Regions from separate parts of the Mus musculus genome. Here all the other regions are linked to region 2. The links are chromatin contacts, called in public Hi-C and HiChIP or PLAC-seq maps. All regions are on one chromosome and are shown on one strand. The core of a region is the stretch at or near the end of the contact, and the rest is flanking DNA. Distances in the headings are between cores, read along the strand shown. Region 1 has its middle 5.3 kb from the start of Gm36834. Region 2 overlaps Rad51b (RAD51 paralog B). Region 3 overlaps Gm36660 (a long non-coding RNA gene).

Region 1 (4,882 bases), core at 616-3,115, 580 kb before region 2:
TAACATTGGTATAAGCAAACCCACTATGCAGCCAGTTGTGTGAAAGTACTCCAGTCAGATTATGTACAGTCCATAGTGTTTGATAATGATGGTCAACAGCTGTTCTGGCTTATGTACTTACTCTACTTATTATACTGTAGATATTTAGTGTGCTCTCTTTCTAACTACAACAAAAAGTGTTAATGGTGAAACAGTATGCCTTTCCCATGGTAGCAGCAGCCTCAGACAACTTGTGCTCACTGTGTCTGGATTACAGCAGAAGGCCATGTCAGTGACTGACCTCAACCATCTAGGTCGTAGGTGCAATGCATTTTATTGTGTTCATACAGCAACAAGGCTGAGCAATGCTCTACCCTTCAGAACTGATCCCTAATGTTAAGTGACAGTTGACTATAGCTGACAAACTTTGAAGGGGGCATTGGTTATAGAAAGACCAGTGGATTGTCTGAATTTCCTAGCAGATCATTAAACAAGGGGAAGGAGAGACTCTTGCCTCATAACCTGGAGCCTGTTCCCTGCAGGAGGCCATAACTACAATTTGAGGTGTGTCCCTCATGGAGATTAGGTGCCCATGCACTGCTATCTCGGAACTTTGGTTCTAAGGTCAGAGCTGGATGGGACTCTGCCTTAGTTGGGATCCAAAGCCTCAAGGGGCTTGTCTTAGTCCTGCACACACATCATGACCAAGAAGCAAGTTGGGGAGGAAAGGGTTTATTCAGCTTACAATTCCATACTGCTGTTTATCACCAAGGAAGTCAGGACTGGAACTCAAGCAGGTCAGGAAGCAGGAGCTGATGCAGAGGCCATGGAGGGATGTTCTTTACTGGCTTGCCTCACCTGGCTTGCTCAGCTTGCTTTCTTATAGAACCAAGACTACCAGCCCAGAGATGGTCCCACCCACAAGGGGCCTTTCCCCTTGATCACTAATTGAGAAAATGCCTTACAGTTGGATCTCATGGAGGCATTTCCTCAACTGAAGATCCTTTCTCTGTGATAACTCCAGCTGTGTCAAGTTGACACAAAACTAGCCAGTACAGGGCTAAAGTCCTGGTTCTGTAAAACCCTGAGCTTTCCTAAAGCAATCTGTAGGGACCTAGGACTCAGGTCCCTGGAGACATCCCTGTGAAGGTCTCCTAAACTTCTCATCTCCATGTGTGTGTGTGTGTGTGTGTGTGTGTGTGTTTGTGTGTGTGTGTGTGCATGTGCGCACGTGGACATGTCTGTCTGTCTGTCTGTCTGTCTTCTCTAGGACTAACCCAGATAGCCTAGAACAGGAACAGCACATCTGCTATTCATGTCCATATGGTGGTGCAGACCCTACCTCCCTTTTCTTTATTTTTTAATTAGTATACAAGATAGTGGGGTTTAGTTTTTTCATTTTTCATACACATTTTTATTCTTGGTCCTTCCCTTTCTTAAGGAGACAGCTTTCTGGTATAGAGATAGAAGCCCCGCTTCTTGGGGACAGCTCTGACTCTCGACAGTCTTGGCAGGAGAAAAAGTGTGACTTTTTGAGAGTACAGTTTGTACTAGGACTGATCGCCCCTGCCCTCCAAGTCCTGAGGACGACGGATTAAGAGCATGGAATAAAGATGGTGACTGGATGAAATTTTAGAGCGCCTTTGCAGTGGTTTGGCCTCCTCACCAGGTGCCTGCCACCCTTTGGAAAGCTGATCCAGGAAATTTCGCACCGGAAGTCGTAGGCAGCTCCAATCAAAGCAGTCTTCCTCTAGAGCACCCTCTCCCCACTCCCTTAAAGTCTTCTCTCTTCTTTCTTAAAAATTTAAAACTCACATACAGTTCAAAATTTATCAGCACGTGTGATGCTGTGTGGGAGTTGGCTCTTTGCTTCTACCACGTGGATCCTGGGGCTTGAACTCGGGCTTTTCGCTTCCGTGGTAAGCGTCACTCACTGGAGTGTACTGCAGAGTGTCGTCCCACCCACTGTTTGAACTTTGAATTTATATGCTCAAATAATCCTCCTGCCTCAGTCCCCCAAGTAGCTGAGACTACAGATGTACACACCCTTGCTGGATTTTGAGCCCCAGTTCCTCAGCTTGTCCCCCCAAGTTAGATATCCTCCTACTCCTCCTCTTGTTCCATCTGTCTTTCAAACACTGCAAGCATGGCTCACGCCTGAGCCAAAGCCGGTTTTGCTGAGCTCATCAGAAAAGCTGCCGGTGCGGCAGCGGTGCTTGCTGGGAGAAAGTCAGTGGCCCCTGCAGGGCTCACACAGGGCTCATGGAACGGAACGGGTGTGAACTGCCACAGATTCGCTCTGGAGCCCTGAAGTCTCTCACATAAGGATGTTCAAAGGACATATTCACTCTCTAGGATCCCTTTCTTGGGTGACTTCTTGCCTCTTCCTGCCTTCTTCTGCAGCCTTTGCCTTCTTAACATCTGGGAACCCCATGATGGCATGCAAGGACTCTAGATGTCCAAGGAGCCAGCCAATCCTCCAGCCCTGCAGGCTCCATTGCCACAAGCAGTTTGAGAGCTTCTTCTTGCAAAGACAAGTAGGGAGAACACTTCCAAGCTATGCCTGTTTCTTCTTTATTTTCTGACCCCACCCCCACCCCCGGGGGTGGGGGCTGAAAAGCCAGCTGGGTTTTTCTTTTTCTTTCTTTCTTTTTTTTTTTTTTTTTGTACAGTACGTTTTGGCAGCCCCCCTTTTTTTCTGACAGAAAAAAAATAACAGGCATATTTTGGGCGATTACTCAACTGGGGTCCTTTGTGACAGGATACGCAGCTGCGTGACTAATGGAGCCGGCTTTCTCCTGGTTTCCTTCTCCTTTCAAAGCTCTTGTTTACTGCCCTATACCAAAAAGGGGGGGAAAAGCCATACGCTACAGATTTTTATATGTTAAGAAAAGCTTTGTGAAACATATAAGCTATAAATCCTATGGATAGTCCATTTCCAGCACGCCATCACCCACCCTCCACCCCAGCGTCTTTAAAGCTCTCAAGCTCTTGACTCAGGACATGGGAATTTTTTTTTCTCACTTGCGTCCCTACTTTCTTCTGAACATATGTCCAGCAGATCGTGTGTGTGTGTGTGTGTGTGCGTGTGTGTGTGTGCACATGAGTGTGCTTGCAATGGGGGGGGGGTTGGGGGGCGGGGAGCAGGATGGGAACCATATTTATGATGCTTAATTCAACAATTGCTAAAGGAAGGAGTAATGACTTCCAGGGGTTCAGGGCCTTTGTGTTTCCATAGCCTATGACAGTTTTGTGGTGTAAGCAAAAGTTATTAGAAAGCACAGGACTAGCTTAATGAAGAAAGGTATCTGTTGAATGGGGAGGGATTGCCTCTTGACAGGAAAGTCTGACTTGTTGGCTTTGGGACTCTGAAGTCTGGGCTTTCCCGGAAAAGTGTTGGAAGAGATTCTCTTTAGCTTGTTGTGTTTGACGACTGGAACTGGAAGTGTGGGTTTTGGAGAGACCACCAAATGGCTTTCTAGAGATCCATGGCTTTGTACTTCGCAAAAGTATCTGACCTCTGGGTAAGAAAAGTCACCTAGTTAGTTAGATTTCATGGAGACAGAGCCTTGGAGACCCAGCACAGGACCTGCGACTCTGTGATGGGTTTGAATTTTAGTTGCTATCTGGATGGAACTAGTCATTAATAACTCTTATGTTTCAGTTGCTTGGATGTTGGAAATTGGAATAGTGTCCTCTCTTTAATCTGCATTGGAGCAGCGTCCTCTCTTCAATTTGCTGGCGTGAGGAGGAAGACAGAAGAAGCACAAGGCAGGGCAGGATGTATAGACCTACTAACGTCTCCCAGCCAGAAGCCTGGCTCACACTTTTTCAATGGATGAGAGGGCCTGGCTACTTGAGGACCATGATGTCTAAGGATGAAGAGGAGTCAGAGAGGGGCCTGGTGTATGTTACTGCCCGTTGTCCGGATAGTCTCCAACCTTGCTCTCCCTAGTCATCATCCGCACAGCTCTCAGAATCATTACCAATCACAATCCTTTCCTACTTAGGAAACTCCCCTCCCTGTTCAACTCAGACAAAAGGCACTCTTAACCAACCACTTGCTTGCCCTATCTTCTTTGCATCTTTCCAGATACTCTTGGTTCTGGGAGGTGAACCCCAGACACAGTTTAGAGACTGTCTTCTCTGCCCTGCCTATTCTCTTTCCTCTACCTCTGCTAAACCTCCCTCAATGGCCCCCCCCTTTTTTTTTTGAACTAAGGTTTCATGCTTTCGCAGGTCTTGTCAGACTTGCCCCAGATGACGATGAATACCCATGAGGTTTTTGAAATCCCATCCCATCCCTTGACCCCTTCAGTAACTAAATAGTAGTAACCCTAAGAACTAACTGTTTGAACCTAATATTCTTGATAAAAACCAACTTGACCTGATTTGGGGAGAAACTAAAGTGAGGCTGGAGCTGGGAAACTAACGGGTGGAGGTTTACTGAGCATGTCCGTGACACAGACAGAAATAGAACCCTACGACCCGACTCCCCTCTGCCTGGGGTTTACAGTGACATCTTAGCTTGCCTATCCCAGAATAGCCTCTCCCAGGCTGACCAGCTGTGAAGTGATGTGTTGCAAAGGTTATTTTTTGCCTTGGCTTAACTCTTAAAAAAAAAAGAAAAGAAAACACCCCAAACTCCTAAACCCAGCCTAAGAAAATTCATTTCTCACAAAGCTATCCACTTGCCAAGTTTAAACGGGACCCATTACATCATGAGTGCTTTCAGGCCACATTCTCCACTTAAGACGGCACTCTGGTACCTGAACTGAGTTCAGAAATCACAGTTTTTCGAAAGAAACAGATCACTAAGTCACTCGACTGGACTGAAGCTGTTGACATTGCTTATTTGGAGATACCAAGCATTGACTGATGTCCTTTCAGTCATGTGGCCCTA
Region 2 (5,028 bases), core at 2,347-4,846:
AGAGTAGCCCAGGAAAGCTCTGAACTTGTGGTGCTCCTATCTCAGCCTCTCCAAGCTGGGGTTACAGATCTGAATCACCAATTGTGTTTTTAACATTAAGTATGAAGACGATATTACAGATCACTTAAGCCGGTGCCTCCATATGCAGAACAGCTCTTCTCACTTGACAGGAACATCTGTTCTTTCCTAACTTGTTGAGTTTAGAGGAATTTTAATAATTTACTGTTCTCACTGAGACCCGACCAATTCTCCTAATTTCTTGTAATGTATTTGGGGGTGGGGATAAGCTCAAGATTGGTGCTCGGTGTGGGAGTGTCACCTTTCCATGGTGTCCTGCACAGTGGAGCACTATTATTTTATAAAGAAGAATTGGAAAAAAGAAACCTCCCATGGATTTATAGGAAATAATTTAAAGATACATTATCAAGTAAAATCTCAGACTAACACTCTGTGTAAAGACGAAGACAAAAATCAAGGATATGCTCACATAAATCTAGACACCATGAGGAGAAACAAGCACAGGAAGGGTAAAAGCGAAACTGAAGTTACAGGGATGAAACAGCAAAGAAGGGAGCTGGCCCTTCTCTGGGTACATTTCTTTGCACAGACACTTTGATGTTTTACACACATGCGCCCCCACATACGATTATCAGAAGATGGGAGTTAAAGTGTAAAATTGAAATCTAAATGGAACCGAATGAGTCAAGTTTTCACTTCAAATAACAAAACCATGCTGGAAGCAGCAGAAGGCAAGCAGAGACTAAACACTAACCCGATTATCACTTTATAAAATTACATGCGTTATTACTGTGTGGCCATGACGCAAATGTATACATGTGCGTGCCATAGCGCCATGTGAAGGCAGAGGGTCTGGAGACCTCAGCTGGACCAGTGAAACCTCTATCCACCCTGGTGTCTCTCGCACTCCCATAAGGCCAGCTCAAAGTCTAACAGCTAGCACGTGTCCAGGTGACTGAATCCAAACCGACTTCTGTCTTATAAGTTCTAGGTAGGTCTAACTCAAGCCTCTATTAAATACCTAATGAATGCTGTGATTAGCGTTACTATCTAAATATTATAACACTCACTTCCTCCCTTGTATGCTTGTATCTAGGCACTGGAGGGCTGAACGCTAGACAAATATTTCCCTATCACTTTCAAAGCAGCCTTTACACTGATTAAAATGTGCTGACATGCTAAACACATTTTTTACATAATGGTTTTACATAATGGTTCAGTTGAAAATATTCCATTCCTCAAGAAGATGGTTCTTTTCTTTCTTTCTTTTTTTTTTTTTTTTTTTTTTTTTTTTGGTGTTTTTGAGACAGGGTTTCTCTGTGTAGCCCTGGCTGTCCTGGAACTCACTTTGTAGACCAGGCTAGCCTCGAACTCAGAAATCCGCCTGCCTCTGCCTCCCGAGTGCTGGGATTAAAGGCATGCACCACCACCGCCCGGCTGGTTCTTTTCTTTTCCCCCTTTAATATTAAACCTCAAAAACTCGTAAAAATGTCTAGCTTTCTCTCTGGCACTTAAGACTCCCTTACAGAGTGAAACACAAGCTCAGGACTTTGTAATGCCCGTCTCACCCTGACAGGAGATGATATTTGTAAGATACTTAATGGAACACTCCAATTACTTGAACTGAGATCCAAAAATGCTAGAAAAACTTAGCAGGAAAAGAAAGTTCATTTAGCATTATTTCAACTGCATTGTATTTACATGGATAAATATTAGAAAGAGGGCCTTCAAGATAGTTCAATGGGGAAAGGTCCTTGTGGCCAGATGACCTCAATCACCCGAAACCATATAGCAGAATAAAGTACCAACTCTGCAAGTAGTCCTTTAACCTACATACACAAGCTACACATACAAACACACGCATGCACGCGAGCGCGCGCGCGCACACACACACACACACACACACACACACACAGAATGAATGAATGATGAATGAATGAACAAATGAAACAACATTTTATTTTAAACATTAGAAATAAATACACCAAGAGAAGAATGGCTCTTCCAGGTCCCTGCCTGAGAGAGTCGCCAAGGATGCAGAGAGGCCTTGCCCATCTAGGTACCTTGGTGAAAGCCCATCAGTGAAACAGCCAGTCCGGCACAGACCCTGGTTTTTACTGTAAGTAAACACATTCGGGTAGAGGTTTAACCAGTGGAGTCAGAGGTGGTATCAATAGACTCCAAGACCTATGTGGATCAGGCCAATGGGAGTTGAGTATGTGTCCTATGTCCCCGTGGATGAGCAGTAGCAGCTGTGCCATCTTCACATGAGCATAGCCACCCTAGTGCCATATCAGGGTTTGAGTGAGGTGTTTGTTGGTTTGAAATGTTGGCTTCCAGTGGGCTCCAAATCAACCATCAGCCTGTTCCTAGGGAAGCCGCACCAAGTCAGACCACAGTCCTTCTGGTGCTCTGTAGAGCAGTGCTAGGGCAACTAACAGCTAAACTCTAACCAGAGCTGTATCCTGACAGCCTCACAGCACAGTGTAGAGGACAAAAAAGCCACCACTTTGGGTTCCAGGATGTGGGCAACACAGGCTCACCTCTGTCCGTGCCACCACCCCACACTCTGCTGTTGTGAGCCTAAACTTCTTCATGCTTTCCTAGGTCCCAGGAGCCCCTTTCCTGAGTATGTGTTTATCATAATCACCTTTTAAACATAGTAAAAATTCCTATTTTTCTATATATGCACAGAGCCCCTAAGTCTGAAAATTTGATCAATAACACAAATTAGAAAGAAAAGAGCACTTATTGACCTCGTAAATTGTAGTTACATATTTACATGTGCATATTCAAGTAGCAAAAATAGAGAGAACAGAGGGAATGAAGTGCCATGGGAGTCAGCACTCACCTTGGGAACAGGTAGTTGTTCTTTGTTTTTCCTTATTCTTTTCAAGTTTCCCACCATGCAAATGACTTTCTTTAATAATCACTATTTGCATAACTGATTTTTTTTCAAGACTTTACACATAAGAGGAGCCAGTGGGGGCATTTCCTGCCCTGGCAAGTATAGACTGACAGAACTTTCTCTCTTTGAAGCCGTGGCTCCCTCAAGGACGAGACTATAGCTCTTCCGGGGAATCTTATTTTCCTTCTCTAATACTTGGTCCTTCTACTTCTGCAAAAGTTGCCCAATTGCTACTCTTTAGTGTCTTAGAGAATGATCATGTATACTGCACACACAGACACAAGTAGACTTTAGGTTTACTTCTAAATACAGCCTTCATTTATGTAGCTAGATGTTTTAATAATCTCCTGTGCTGAGTATGAGATGTGAAATGTCTTTTAATACTGTGGGTAAGTAGAAAAATTTACTTACACACACACATACAGAGAGAGAGAGACAGAGACAGAGACAGAGGCAGAGAGAGACAAAGAGACAGACAGATGGACAGAAAGAGACACAGAGAAACAGAGACAAAAAGAAATAGGAAAAAGGAAATGAAAGAGATACGATAACACTATTAATCCTTGAATCCTTTTCGTCAAAAAGTTGCAATGCACTTAGTATAAATGCTGTGCTTAAGCAGTGCCTTGGTGTCATGTCACCCTGCTCACTGGGAAGTTGCAATACTTAGGCTCATTTTAAAACTGAAAACCACAGAATGTATCCAGGTCTGATTCACTGACAAGTATCAATAGTACCATTTTTATACTGAAAACCACAGAAAGTGTACAGATGGTTTTAAACGTTTTTTGGAGCAATGCTCTAAAGAGCAACATGATAAACCAGCGTTTCCCCAGAATCTTTCCTCATGCTGAGATGTGTGAGCTGAAATTCCCACAGGGCACCTTTAGGGCTAGTTGAGGCACCCCCTGGGGCATCACCAAGGAAAGAAAACAGGAAAGCCCGCTTCCGGACTTCAAGAAAGAAAGAACCCATTTATATATTTCTGAAACTCATCATTTTTCTAAGTGTTATGAATAAAATATATTGTCACCCTGACAGTTTGTCTGTCTTCCTCTTGTTTCTCCAAGTCCATGTAACACAAGGCCTGTCCCCATGTCATTAGTATTTACTGTAGAGGAGCAATAAATACATTACTGATGTATTTTCAAATATTTACTCATGAGAAGGCTCTACTTCTTGACTGTAATTTAAAAGGCAGGTGAGCAGACCGCTTCAGAATGCACAAGTCAATATGAAAAACTACATGTAACGTTCCTGACTTCCCCAGTCTTCTTTAGTTTTAGCTTCCTACAAAGGTAATGGTCTTTGGCATAAAGTAGTATTCAATACTGGATTGTATATTAAAGATACAGAACACTGGAGAATTAACTGAAGCAAAAGCAGAAATGAATTAATCAAGCCCGCCTATGGAAAAGGCGCTGTGGCAGAGGTGAAGCTCAGGACAAAAGCTGTGCTTAAAATGTCGCTGAGCTTCCCAACAGCGAGCGGGAGCCCAAGCTTTAGGGCTGCTTCACAGCCTAACAACCCATTCAGCGTTTTAAAATTTGACTCATTGATCCACCCTCGCCTTTCAACTTCACCAAGCCGCACCCACTGCAATAGATGACAACTGAACACATAAATTGCAACAGTGTCCCCACTAGTGATCAATATGCCCTAATTAAGTTATAATAACTGATAAGAAAAAGAGAAAGAAAGAAAGAAAGAAAGAAAGAAAGAAAGAAAGAAAGAAAGAAAGAAAGGAAGGAAGAAAGAAAGGAAGAAAGAAAGGAAGAAAGACAGACATAGGTTAGGGAAAGAAAGAAGAGAGGTAGGTTATCATTATTTACTGACTTATCTGTTTTAATCTAACCAGGACAAAAGTTTAAAAAGAAAACCATGGATTTTTTTTTTTTTTGTATGCCAAAATCAAATACATGTGAATGTAAAAACAGACCTAAGCCAGCATGACTGTCAATCACCTCTGTTCTGACCAGCTAAATCAGAGATAAGATGAAGGACTTGAATCAGACTCTGTCTTTGGGGCATTTCAAGCAGTCTGAAGAACACATTGACTGACATAAAGAAGAAAATTCTCATGGGGACCCAGATAGGTTCAT
Region 3 (4,551 bases), core at 214-2,713, 620 kb before region 2:
TGGCTAACTTTGTCTCAAGCACCAGGCTTTGTGAGAGGGGCTTAAAAGCTGTCCACATGGTGGACACAAGCATGGAGGCTCAGTGAAAAGAAAAGATAAGGCCAGGAGACTTGGTCCCAGGACTTTGGGATGTGAGGTCCCAGCACGTCCATAGAAGTGAGAGGGAGGTACTGGGACTCTTGGTGTGATCCTCTCTGGGACCCTAACCTGTGGGGCTTTGACCTGGCACTGACAGACAAACCTTCTATAATGTCTCTGAAAGTGTAGTGTGACATCTTCCAAAGGAGACTGAGGGTGCATAATAAAGAGCATGCATGAGTGGTGTAAGTCAGCACACTATTTAGGAGTTTTAAAAATATGTACACATGCGTGCGCACGCGCGCACACACACACACACACACACACACACACACACACACACACACCAGGGGCTGGGGATGTAGCTCAGTAGGTGGAGTGCTTACCTAGCATGCAGGAAACCATGGGTTTGTTCTCTACCACCACACACACTGGGCTTGAATGGCACAAGCCTGTAATCCCAGTATTGTGGTGGTAGGAACATCACAGTTGGGCTATCCTTGACTCAGGGCCAGCCTGGGCTATATGAGAACTTGTCTTAAAAAGAAAATAAAAATCAAAGCCAAAAATCAACCTTCCTATTTTAGACAGACAGGTCTTAGAGACAATATATGGGACTCATGGCTGTTTCTGGAAGCTTCTGCTTCTATCAGAGGCCCTGAAAGTGGAGGTTGGGTGTGGGAGGTCACTGTGTTTTTCCTGAGAGGTGGCTGGGGCCATCACTCTGAAGTACTTCCTGTCACTCACCAGGTCAGGGTGGGTACCATCTGAAAGACACAATTTGAGGAAACCTAGAGGGTGGATTCTAAGATGAGGAAACACCTGGGTGGCAGGGTCCTGATAAGGAAGCAGTCCTGAGAGGCCACCGCAGCTGCTGTGTGTGTGTGTGTGTGTGTGTGTGTGTGTGTGTGTGTGAGTGAGATCTATGGCCAATCAGAAGTCAGCCTGCTTTAATGAGTGTCATTAAATAATAATAATCACAGGCACATCAAGGGCTCACATATCACCTAGTTAATGTACTAGTCTGTTTAGAAAACACAGAGAATGACATCCCAGGGGAAAGAAAATAACAGGAGGAGAAAGGTCATCTTGGCTCTTTCAAGTGCATAGGCCTCACGTCCCTTTTGTGTGCAGATGAGAAGTCTGGGTGGGTTAACTATCTTGAGCAAGATCGCACAGCTAAAGGTGGAGGAGAACTGGGCTTGGAATCCTTTCTGATTATCTTAGATCTGTACAACAGCCTATTGTCAATCACAGAGGGCTTTCAGATACGAAATCGCCCTTGCTCTTCCAAACTGCTTATTAAGGCGATGTATTATCCCATCCGCAGCCACAGCAGCTGAAGGTCACGGAGTGCAGATCACAAGACCCGTGTGTGGTAAAGCCCTGTCTGCTCTGGGGTTTGCTTCCTGCTTTCTGATTCTAGGTTCAGAGGCCCAAGAAGAATGGATTGTCCCCCAACTACTCATTTGTGTGTTTCAGGGCATTCAGCTAGCATTTGCTACGAACCTACCTCGAGCAAAGCATGGGGTTAGGCAAAACAGAGCCCACTCTCTGGCAATCAGGAGACATTTTCTGAATTCAGTGTGTTGACTCGTTAGGCTCACTCCCAGAAACTGTTATAATTTTAACCACGGGATAACCACATTAAGGAAAGTTCATCAGAAATGTTCCCCAGGTCACTTTTTACTCTTTAAAATTCACAGAGCAACTCAACAAACTTTGGCTGAACTCTTGATCTCCAAGAGGGACATTTTTCACACCTGGAGGCCAAGACTTCCTCTGGCTGTCCATATTTGCACACCAACCCCCAGGGCAGACTTGCAAGCCCGTCTCCCCCACTCCTCACAGTCCCTATTGTGAGGGCCCTCCCATGGACCAACATCCTCCCATATCTGATTTCATGACCCAGCTACTTCCTGAGCAGGAGTGAAACATTTATCTGATTCCTAAACTCATGCGGGCCAAAGTTAGTGAGTGTGTGTGCCGGTCAGTCCCTGCTCACCTATCTGCACAGGACCATGTATTAAAAGATGTTTTTTTTTTTTTCCCCACATGGAACTACCATAGGGAAAAGACCTGTAACGGATGAAACCACAGTTTGTACGGAGAGGTAGGAAGCACTTGAAAACAAGAGGGCATGGTTGTTGCCCTAGAAAAGCTGTCAGACTGGTGAGCGATCTTCATAGCTGTTCATGGGACCCAACTTTCATTAAGCCCTTGGGTCCAGCTGTAGGGTAAAGGGATGCTAAGAAGTCCTTACAAGGAAAATGAAGGTGCTAAGGAATGCTGGGACCAGTCTGTTTGTGTGTGTGTGTGTGTCTTGATTTAGGCATCTATTCAATTAAGTCACGACCTGGTACTGCACTTGCTTATGTAGAGCCTATGGTTGCGATGGGACCAGGGTGAAGCTCCTCCCAACCTGGAGACAGGCTCTGGGAATGGGAGTTTTAGTGTCAAAAATTAAATTGTTATGTTTGTATTTATTATGAACAGGTAAGAATTTTTATTGGTCTGTAATTAAAATTCAACGGAATGTCCTCTTGGATCTTGTCTGGTAACCCCACCTCCTAGCTAGGCATACCCCCGACTTTGTGAGATTATTTTCATTCTCTGCCAGCATGAATTAGCTTGCAGAGAGTTTTAAGGCTCCATGTCTTCTGTGTGAAACAGCATCATGATCGGTTTTCACTTTTCCCCTTCTCACACATTTCAGAAAATAGAATTTTTTTTTGTTTGTTTGTTTTTTCGTTTTTTCGAGACAGGGTTTCTCTGTGTAGCCCTGGCTGTCCTGGAACTCACTTTGTAGACCAGACTGGCCTCAAACTTGGAAATCTGCCTGCCTCTGCCTCCCGAGTGCTGGGATTAAAGGCGTGTGCCACCACACCCGGCTTGTTTGATTTTTGATATTTTTTCTCTTTAGTTTTACAAAGGCCAACACTGACATTTGGACTCCTTAATAGATATATGCTAAGCATACCAGACAGTTTTTTTCCCCCATAGCCAACTTACCTCTCATCTTTTTGTTTGCCTTTCCTCAGGTCTGTTGATAATGATTTCTGGGTGTGAAACAACCACAAATGGCACTAATCCAGGAATGAAAATCCAAGGAAATGATAAATGTATTGTAAGGAAAGCGAGACAGGCCAGGTTCCCTCCCTACTCCTGCTGATGTTAGTTAAGACGTGGTGTCTGTCCGGCACACACAAAGTTAGTAAAGGCCATGGGGCAGCCTATATTCATTTGACAGAATCTCTGAAGTACGTATATTTTGCTTTTCTCCTCTTGATTTGTATGTGTATGGTTCCTTTATTAGTTTAATAACAAGCCAGTAAAAGATTCTAGAGACTGGGAAGGGAGCACTGGTGAAAAAAGTCATTACATGGTATTCACAGTGTGTTCATTTCAAGAGACACCTCAGTGAAGGCAGTGGCTGTCTTAGGATGGTGAAGTTTTGGCTCTTAATTTTTATTTATTTATTTTTTTAGTCTTTTTTTAAAAAAAGATTTAAAAATTATGTGTATGTGTGCATGTGTATGCCTCTGTGTGAGTTTATGAGCATCACTTGTGGATGCCTGGGAACTGGAATTGTGAGCCGCCTGATGTGGGTGCGGAACTGAACCTGCAGAGCAGTAAGTGTTCTTAGCTGCTGAGTCAGCTCCAGGCTCCTTGGTTCAGACTGTTTTTGAGACAAAGTTTCACCTTCAACTCTGGAGCGTCTTATCTCAGTCCTCAAAGAGCTGGGATCATAAGCCTGCACCACCATATATGTCAGAATGACAACTTTTATTAATCTTTTGGTTGCCAAACTTTGTGATATAGTTGCCTAATTTAAAAAGAAAAGAAAAAGTTTTAAAGGGTGCTTTAATTTTCTTTAAACGTGAGTTCTCAGCCTTGCGTAGTGGTACACAGGTGGTACCAGTAGTCAAGGCATATGCAGGAGGATCGCCTGAACTAATGAATTTGAGGATAGCCTAGACACCATCTTACAATAAATAATAGTAATGGTGATGATGATGATAAAGCACGGTCTTGCTTTTAAAATACAACTGGTTATAGAAAGGAAATATGGCACTTTTAAAATTACCCCAAATGTGTAATGGCTTTTCAAACTTCTTGTTTTGTTTTCTGAGTACCATTTCCATGGCAACATGGTAGAGGGAAGTGATGCTGGAATTCAGCTGTACCTTAATGAACCTGGTCCTTTCCATACCACAGCTAACATTTAACAGTTTCGGTCTTCGGGGAGAATCGCAAGAGCAGGAGCCCCGTGAATCCCAGCTCTCTACCTCCTGAGAGCAGTTCCTGTGTTCTGAAATCTGACCCTGCCTACCTGCAGAATCACTGACTTTCCTGACTTCTTTTCTTCTACACAAATCCCCCGAGCTTATGAATGAATCAGCAAGGAGACATAGATTACACAACAATAGACAGTGCTTCCTGGAGCTCAGTGACAGGTACTAAGGCGAAATG

What was found. Hi-C and Micro-C count contacts between places; a contact is called where the count stands out from the background. HiChIP or PLAC-seq counts read pairs in DNA pulled down with a chosen protein or histone mark.
Region 1: a Hi-C map of large pre-B cells shows a contact between it and region 2, with 2.1 times the contacts expected there. The contact joins two enhancer-like sites. A contact is called at or near these places in 2 of 484 Hi-C or Micro-C datasets (B cells and large pre-B cells) and 1 of 115 datasets of contacts at active chromatin or transcription factors (large pre-B cells).
Region 3: a contact with region 2 is called in an H3K27ac HiChIP or PLAC-seq map of large pre-B cells, with 2.4 times the contacts expected there. The contact joins two enhancer-like sites. A contact is called at or near these places in 2 of 115 datasets of contacts at active chromatin or transcription factors (CD8 T cells and large pre-B cells) and 1 of 9 other capture datasets (embryonic stem cells).

What each region holds. Positions count from the first base shown.
Region 1 is chr12:80,011,809-80,016,690 of GRCm38.p6, reverse strand. No RefSeq gene overlaps it. Among named protein-coding and RNA genes, the nearest start is that of Gm36834, 5.3 kb to the left of the region's middle. Within about 2 kb of position 1,865, at least 109 of the 459 cell types and tissues checked have an H3K27ac peak or open chromatin away from gene starts, as enhancers often do.
Region 2 is chr12:79,435,724-79,440,751 of GRCm38.p6, reverse strand. All of the region lies in intron 7 of Rad51b (RAD51 paralog B), which reads right to left. Among named protein-coding and RNA genes, the nearest start is that of Rad51b, 140 kb to the right of the region's middle. Within about 2 kb of position 3,596, at least 55 of the 459 cell types and tissues checked have an H3K27ac peak or open chromatin away from gene starts, as enhancers often do.
Region 3 is chr12:80,057,378-80,061,928 of GRCm38.p6, reverse strand. The region is part of intron 3 of Gm36660 (a long non-coding RNA gene); the gene reads left to right. Among named protein-coding and RNA genes, the nearest start is that of Gm36660, 26 kb to the left of the region's middle. RefSeq lists an enhancer at 1-1,964. Within about 2 kb of position 1,463, at least 95 of the 459 cell types and tissues checked have an H3K27ac peak or open chromatin away from gene starts, as enhancers often do.